2 separate regions of the Zea mays genome follow, and region 1 is linked to region 2. A link is a contact called in public Hi-C data. All regions are on one chromosome and are shown on one strand. The core of a region is the stretch at or near the end of the contact, and the rest is flanking DNA. Distances in the headings are between cores, read along the strand shown.

What was found. Hi-C and Micro-C count contacts between places; a contact is called where the count stands out from the background.
Region 1: a Hi-C map of tassel shows a contact between it and region 2, with 3 times the contacts expected there. The contact joins the promoter of LOC103643455 here to the promoter of LOC100382556 in region 2. A contact is called at or near these places in 8 of 25 Hi-C or Micro-C datasets (bundle sheath, ear, leaf and 2 more) and 1 of 3 datasets of contacts at active chromatin or transcription factors (leaf).

What each region holds. Positions count from the first base shown.
Region 1 is chr1:237,422,372-237,425,995 of Zm-B73-REFERENCE-NAM-5.0, reverse strand. LOC103643455 (probable methyltransferase PMT1) reads left to right here and starts at 1,724. Exons shown (of 8, transcript XM_008666650.3): 1 at 1,724-1,919; 2 at 2,860-3,191; 3 at 3,273-3,437. The coding sequence starts at 2,955.
Region 2 is chr1:237,225,744-237,229,559 of Zm-B73-REFERENCE-NAM-5.0, reverse strand. LOC100382556 reads left to right here and starts at 2,071. Exons shown (of 27, transcript NM_001361666.1): 1 at 2,071-2,325; 2 at 3,229-3,306; 3 at 3,419-3,481. The coding sequence starts at 2,191.

The DNA of each region.
Region 1 (3,624 bases), core at 475-2,974, 200 kb before region 2:
AGTTGCCATAGTTTATGTAACTTTTTTTTGCGTAAGGTTAGTTATTCAATTCGGACGACTAATCTTAAGCAAAGTGTGACATATTTAGTCACAAACCAAACAAGCCTTTAGTCTTTAAATTGCCAAATAGTGGGACTAAAATAGAGACTAAACTGCTTTAGTCCCTAGTCCCTCAAAGTGTGACTAAAATGGATTAAACCATAATAATTTCATATTTGCCCTTCATTTATTTCAATTGCACTAGTAGTATGAGAATGTTAAGGGAGCATTTTTAGTGTCTTATGAGTCGTTTAATGTGTTCTTACTACTTATTAGTCTCTATAACCAAACGAGTTATGGACTAAACTTTAGTATGGACTAAGAAAATCAAACATGGCTCGTTTGGTTTGGTTCTTTAGTCTATGGACTAAAGTTTAGTTAAATGACTGAAGTTTGGTCTCTATCCTGTTTGGTTCTTGGGACTAAAAGTATTCAGAACGCATTAAATGATTCATAAGAGGACCAAAATACCCTTTAGCATTCTCCCGCCATTAGTTCAACTAAAATAAAGGAGGGCAAAAGTGGAATTAATATGATTTAGTCACTTTTAGTCACCTCTCGAGAGACTAGAGACAAACTGTTTAGTCTCTATTTTAGTCTCATTGTTTGACAATTTAGTGATTAATTGATACTAAAATAGAGAAACTAATCTTTAGTCTTTCAAACCAAACGAGTCTTAAAGTTTAGTCTCTGCGCTGCTTTGGTTGTAGGGACTAAAGTATCAAGAACACATTAAATGAATCATAAAAAGACCAAAATGCCTTTTAGCATTTTCCCGCAAAAATAGTGCAATTGAAATAAATGAGGGGTGAAAAGTGAAATTAATATGATTTAATTCTTTTTAGTCACTCCCACTGTTTGACAATTTAGTCACTAGAGACTATTTTAGTCTATGTTTTAGTCCCACCGTTTGATAATTTAAAGACTAAAATGAAGAGACTAATAATCTTTACTCCCTGAAACCAAACGAGATCTAAGTTTAAAATTAGGACTAATTTAGGAGTTAAAATACCAGAGTGTTTTAAGGGACTAAAATCCCCCTTTTATTCAAATTGAATAAGTGAAATTTTAGATTCTTCAATCCCTTTAGGTTTTGTGGCTTTCAAATTAGCCTTAAGAGATATGACGAAAGGTAGGATGGATAAGCAGCCGCGGTATACAATCTAAATCCGTTTTTGTCTATTTTTTACTTTCATAAACCGATCCGTGAAAATCTGCTGGGCTCAGATAATTGTAGAGATGGCCAAACGGGCCGCCCGGCCCGGTCCGGCCTGGGCCCGACCCGCCAGGCACGGTTAGAAAACTAGGCCGGACCGTTTAAGCCCACAGGCTCGATTTCTTGGTCGAGCCCGGCCCGCAGTGGGCCTAAACAGGTCGGGCTGTCCCGTTTAGCACGAAAAAGCGGACCGAAAAGCAGCTAAACGGGCCGGTAAACACGTTTTAGTGCAAAAAAACGGATTTAACGGGTTTAGGGTAAATAGGCCGTGCTGTGCTAGCCTACCATGCCTAGTTTTCTGTCTAGGCCGGTCCGAACCCGCATAGAACCGGGCCGTGCCGGGCTCAAACCAGACCCAAACAACGGGCTTTGTGTCGGGCTCGCGTGCCTCGTGCTTATTAAACATCTATAGTTAATTGTCATGTTACTATTAATTATTAATCCCCGCGTCGTCGTCATCCTGCCACTAACTCACCGCAGCCCAGCTTTCATCCAATAGGCCAATACCCACATTCGCTCGCTCTACCCGACTACCCCGCAAGTCGAGGCCTTCCGCTGGCTCTCGCTCGCTCGCTCGCCCCGCGACTGGTTGCCTCTCCGCCCCGACCCTGCCCTGAGACCGGAGACGACCGCGCCCCGCGGTGGCGCTGCGACCCGCGATACGGTGCATTGCTCTGTCCCTCCACCCCTTCCCTCCTCTCGGCCGGCCCGCGACGCAATGCGGGCCGCCGCCTCGGGCGGGGCAGCCTTGCTCGATCTGTTGCCGCCGTTCGCATGGCCCGGCGCTCCCTCGGAGCCGACGGGATTCGCCGGAGGTAGCAGCAGCCGTGGATACGCGCGCTCGCTTGCGCGATTTCAGCCCGGTGCCTGCGCAGCGGTCGCGGTGGATTTTCTATCCCGTGCTGTTGTTGCTTCCGTTCGGTGTTTTTCTCGTCTATTAGGATTCAGTTGGTTTCGTCAGTTTTGGGAGTAGGCTGCGCGTTCAAGTGGTTAGTTTGCGATTTTTCAATCTGTTTCTGCTCTTGCGCCGCACGTATTCCACTTCCATCACGCGTCGCACTGCTGTACCCTGCCGCAGTGGTGCTCGTCGCTGTCGCGCATTTGAACCGCGTCAAATTCAAAGTTTTTTTATGCGTCTGGTTGCCTAATAAAAAAAAGCGTCAAATCCGAATTTTCTTTTCCGTGTATGCTCTGCCGCCTAATCCAAGTTCGTAAGTTTCGGTGCGGGTGAACCGAACTCCAAGCCCGCTTCCTCCAACAAGAACCCCCGAGATCGGAACCCCGCAAAAGGGAGCTTTATTTAAAGGGGTGGTGGTCTTTGCTCTTTGTGTTCTGTCCCCCACTTCACTGCTGCTGCTGTTTCTTTTTCAGCTTTGGGCACTGAAGGTTGGCTTACTTGACAGGAAATTCCCCGTTTAATTGCATATTGGACATGTCTTGTGGCGTTTGATTGGAGAATTTAATTCTTCCCAACGATTTCCGTTCTTCGGAGGCTTCCATCTTGGTTTCAGTTCTGCAGGTTGTGTGTTTGTGGTAGGGTTTCTTGTTTACTGATAGCTTCTGACAGTGATAGGGTTGTTTCTGAGGATTGATGTTCTTTGCAGATCTGTGACTGAGAGGGGAGGAATTCCAGTCAGTCGTTTATGAATCCTGGGGCCTGTGCTTACTAGAGGGAGGGCAAGGCAAGTTAGGATCCGAGATGAGGGGGAGAAATGACTCCGGGAACAGCAAGCCGGTTGTGCTGTGCTGTGTGATGATCGTGTGCCTATGCCTCCTCTTCTTGTATTTCTCGGGCTCCAATGGACAGGCTGGGAGCACCGCATTTGAGTACGGGACCAAATTCTCACGGTCACTTGGATGGGGCAGTGATGATGGTTCTGAAGAGTCCATTTTTGGAACCGGGGATGCAGATGATGTCAAGCCTAAGAGCTTTCTTGTAAGTCCCAACGAGTGATCAGTCCTTTTCTTTTGTGGATTGTCTATTCATGATTGTAAGTGTTTTTTATTGGGTGTTTAGGTGTGTGATGACCGGCACTCTGAGCTGATCCCCTGCTTGGATCGGAACTTGATATATCAAATGAGGCTGAAGCTGGATTTAAACCTGATGGAGCACTATGAGAGGCATTGCCCTCCACCTGAAAGGCGTTTTAATTGCTTGATTCCTCCACCACATGGCTATAAGGTCACTACTGATCTAACTCTTCTCTCAAAGTGTTCTTTTATTCCAATTAGATCTTGCATGAGATATATCTTCGCTTGACTTGAGTTCATAGACTGACTATTTCAAGCTTTCAACCAGTCTTTTTAATGTAATATTTGCAGCAACTGCAATACTGCATCTTGTATATAGTAGTATGTGCTTCATTCGA
Region 2 (3,816 bases), core at 822-3,321:
ATGAATTGCAAGGCTTCACAACAACAACCCCATGGACACTGAAAGGCATAGGTAAATGGACTGTAAATTTTAAGGAGAGCAGGCTAGTTGTTGTCATCTAAAAAGTTGATACATAACATACTGTAGTTCAGATTTCCCTGAAAAATGTTAAATCTAAACGAATCAAATCTGACAGGCATAAGGCCCTCACCACGTACTCACAAAAACCATAAACAAACTATTTTTTTAAAAGAGATTTAGGAACCATTTGAAATGGGAATTTTTGGGGAAACCAAAAACGAAGGCGCTTGAGGGGATTAAATCAACTAAAGATTAAGAAGTCTCCTCACATGTTCTATCACCAAAATCCTTCAAGAAATTCGTCCCAAATCGCAGCCAAAATATAAGAATTAAAATCCACCAAATAAGTCATAAAATCACATTAAAAGAAAAATCGGAGTACAAGAGGGAGACAAATCCTGCATAAACCTGCTAGAAAATCGGAGAGTCCTTGAGGTTGAAGGTGAGGGTTAGTGTGACAGTGGGAGACCCCACGCGTGGCGTAGAGGGACGGAGCCTTGAGGAGGTTCTGAGTTGATCGTCTTTCCCGGTGTCCATGGATGCAGTGGGGCGGCGTCGTTGTTGATGGCAGTGGGGCCACATACTGAAGGAGAGCGTTGTGGATAGTTGGAGAGCACCATGGTTCATTGCCTCATGTGGGAACGGAGAGTGGGAACACGAACCGGGAGAGACCTTGCCCATGTGGAGGTAGGCGGTGGCGCGATTGGTGAGGAAGGCGATGTCATTGGGGTCAAGGAGCGCGCCGAGGGTCTCGCAGCAGATGGGGCGTAGAGGGAGCAGGCGAGCGCGATAGCGCCGGGGGAGAGAGAGCCCGCCGCACCACCGATGTGAGACCCGTTCTCCAGAGCCGGGACCGGGAGGTCGGCGAGGTGGACAGGGTCGGCCGCGTCGTGGAGGCTGGTGGCGGCGTGGGCGAGCCTGAGCTTGGCAGCGCCCGCCTGCACCGCCACGTTGCCCTCCGCGTTGGTGACGAGGAGGCGCGGCTCCGAGTCGGGGAGGTAGAACTCGAACTCCTCCTGTGTGTAGCCGGGTTGAGCGTCACCACCACGCCGCGCGCGCGGATCACCGCCACGAACATGACCACCAGCTGTGTACATACAGACCGCGTTCGCACGCGCGTCAGGTCCCGACTCCTGCTACTCTGGGGCTCTGCGTCGCGCAGGCAGGAACATGATCGATCGAATTCGAAAGGAGACGAACCTCGACGGTGTTGGGAAGGAGAGCGCGACAACGTGGCCCGGGAGAAATCTGGCGTCGGCGGCGAGTTGTGCGGCCGCCGCGTCGATGAGAGCGTCGAGGGCGGCGTGCGTGAGCTCCAGCCTGCCCGGTACGACAACTACGCGACGGGTCGGGAAGGCGGCGACCGCCTCCTTGAGCAGCGCTGTCAGCGTGGTGGCCTCCATTGTCGCCATGGCCATGGGGGGAATCGAGGTGAGTAGAGCGGAGATGGGCTGTTGCGTGGTGGCCTTCCATAGATGGAGCGAGGAGGAGGAGGAGGTGGCGGAATCGGCGGATGCGGACGCGCGGTGAGGGGGAGAGGAGGAGGTGGTGGCGGCGGAATCGGCGGATGCGAGATCTCGGAGCGCGGGGGTTTCGCGGCGGCTAGGCGTGTGATGCGGGAGGCAGTTACGCGTGCGGGTAGGAAGCGAGGACAGTCTACACTGCATTCTTAATAGTTAGTACAAGAGCACGATCGTCAAAACACTAAAGAAAATAAAGATATCCAATTCTCGTGGCCTCTTGTATGAATGAACAACCATCGACAACTAATAAGCTCCCATCATTACGCCAGACCAGAGCCCACGTGCATTAGACAGACGGCCAACTCACACCCAGCATCACAACGAAAATTAATTACCGCGCAAAAGCCAAACAAAAAAGAAAGGAAAATTTAAACAAGTCCGTCTATACTCGTCGAATCGCGCAGGCACGCGCAACGCAAACCACGGCCGGACTTGTCTGCTCCCATCCTCACCTAGTTTCAAAATTTCCTCTGTTAAACCCTACCCACCCGACGAATCCCTCGCCAGATCCAACCAGCTCGCCGGAGGAATACTTCGGGAGGTTAGCGTGGAGAGAGAGAAGTAGGCGGCTGAGGGAGGGTTAGAGCTGGGCGACGCCGTCGCTGTCATGGAAGCGCAGGCGACGGCGACGGCGACGGTGAAGGAGGCGCTCGCGGCGCTGTATCACCACCCGGACGACGCCATCCGCACCGCCGCCGATCGCTGGCTTCAGGAGTTCCAGCACACGCTCGACGCCTGGCAGGTGTGCGCACGCTTCTCTCGATTCGCTCTCTTCCTGTTCGTGTCCTGAGCTGGGTGAGGGTTGGTTTCTGAGTTTAGGGAGTCGGACGCTGCTAACTTGGGTTGGCTCAGAGGGGAATTTTCATGTAGTCGTGTGAATTCGGCCTGAGCTAGTGTGAATTGTATTACCGTTCGGAGTGGTTCTGCAATCTGTCCGAAGCTAGCTCCATAGGAGAAGGTGGGGATCGCGATTAGATTTATAGGAGTGGCATTTTGTTCTGACCCCTGCAGACTGCACAGTGTGTGTGCTACAGCTGAGGGTTTTGGTCTCAGTTGGTGTGCGTTAGTTTGGAAAACTCAAAGACTGGATATTTTAGGTACAGTTTACTTTTCAATCCAGTCAATTCCTTCTAGATTAGGGTTACTACTTTGTAGTGAATGCTGATGACCTAAATCTACAAGTTGAGCTTCATCCAAGTGTCTTTTATAGGACTTCTATGCGAGTTCGATGCGATGCCAGTGTGCCACTGACTGGTTCAACTTAGTCCATCTCCTGTAATTGGAGGTTGGGATGTGTAACGCGTTGCTTTGGCTATCCAGGCCTTTGAACAGACTGCTGTTACTCTGTTAGGAAGTGATGATTTAAGAAGATGAATGGAGGATAGAGTTGTGCATTGGCATTTGGCAATGTGCGCATTTGCAAGTTGCGGGAATTCACCAAAGATGACACTCTTTCAGTGTTTTCTAATTTCTTGATCTATTATGGGTATATATATTGTGTTTGTATAAAATGTATAGTTTTTTGTCGGCTTGGAATGTATTCTGGATTATGTCAGATGAATTTTCTTCGACATGGTATTATATTGCAGCCATTTTATTGCCAAGTTGAGCATATTTGAGTGTTTTTCTAATTCTTCTTATGCAGGTAGCTGACAGTTTACTTCATGATGAAAGCAGTAATTTAGAAACTCTCATCTTTTGTTCTCAGACCCTCAGAAGCAAGGTAAACAGAAAGAGACGTATCCGCACCTTGCATGATTTATTTGGAAATGTTATAGTTTACTTAGTTTTCACAATGTTTCTCAGTAACCTTGAATATTCCATGTTATTTGTAGGTACAAAGGGACTTCGAAGAGTTACCCTCAGAAGCTTTTCGATCATTACAGGATTCTTTATATGTAAGTACTGTCTTGTGAAGTTTCTTTTACAGAGTATCTATGTTGTATATCGCGGAAAAAAGTTATAGGGCCACCATGTAGTTGTATTGCGGTTTGTGACCACTAAAGCGGCTTAAAAATACAAAATAGTATTTGCACAAAGTAAAAACACATATAAGTATTTGTGTATCATATTATTTTTCATATAATTACATAATTTGGAAGTGAATTCACTAGTCTAGAATTTCAAAAGGAAGCATTATAAGTGATTACAGACTTAGCAGTAAACAGAAAGTCGGAAACCTTTTCTAGTCGTATCTAACCTTACTAATTTACAGCCATGAGCCTTGAAACTA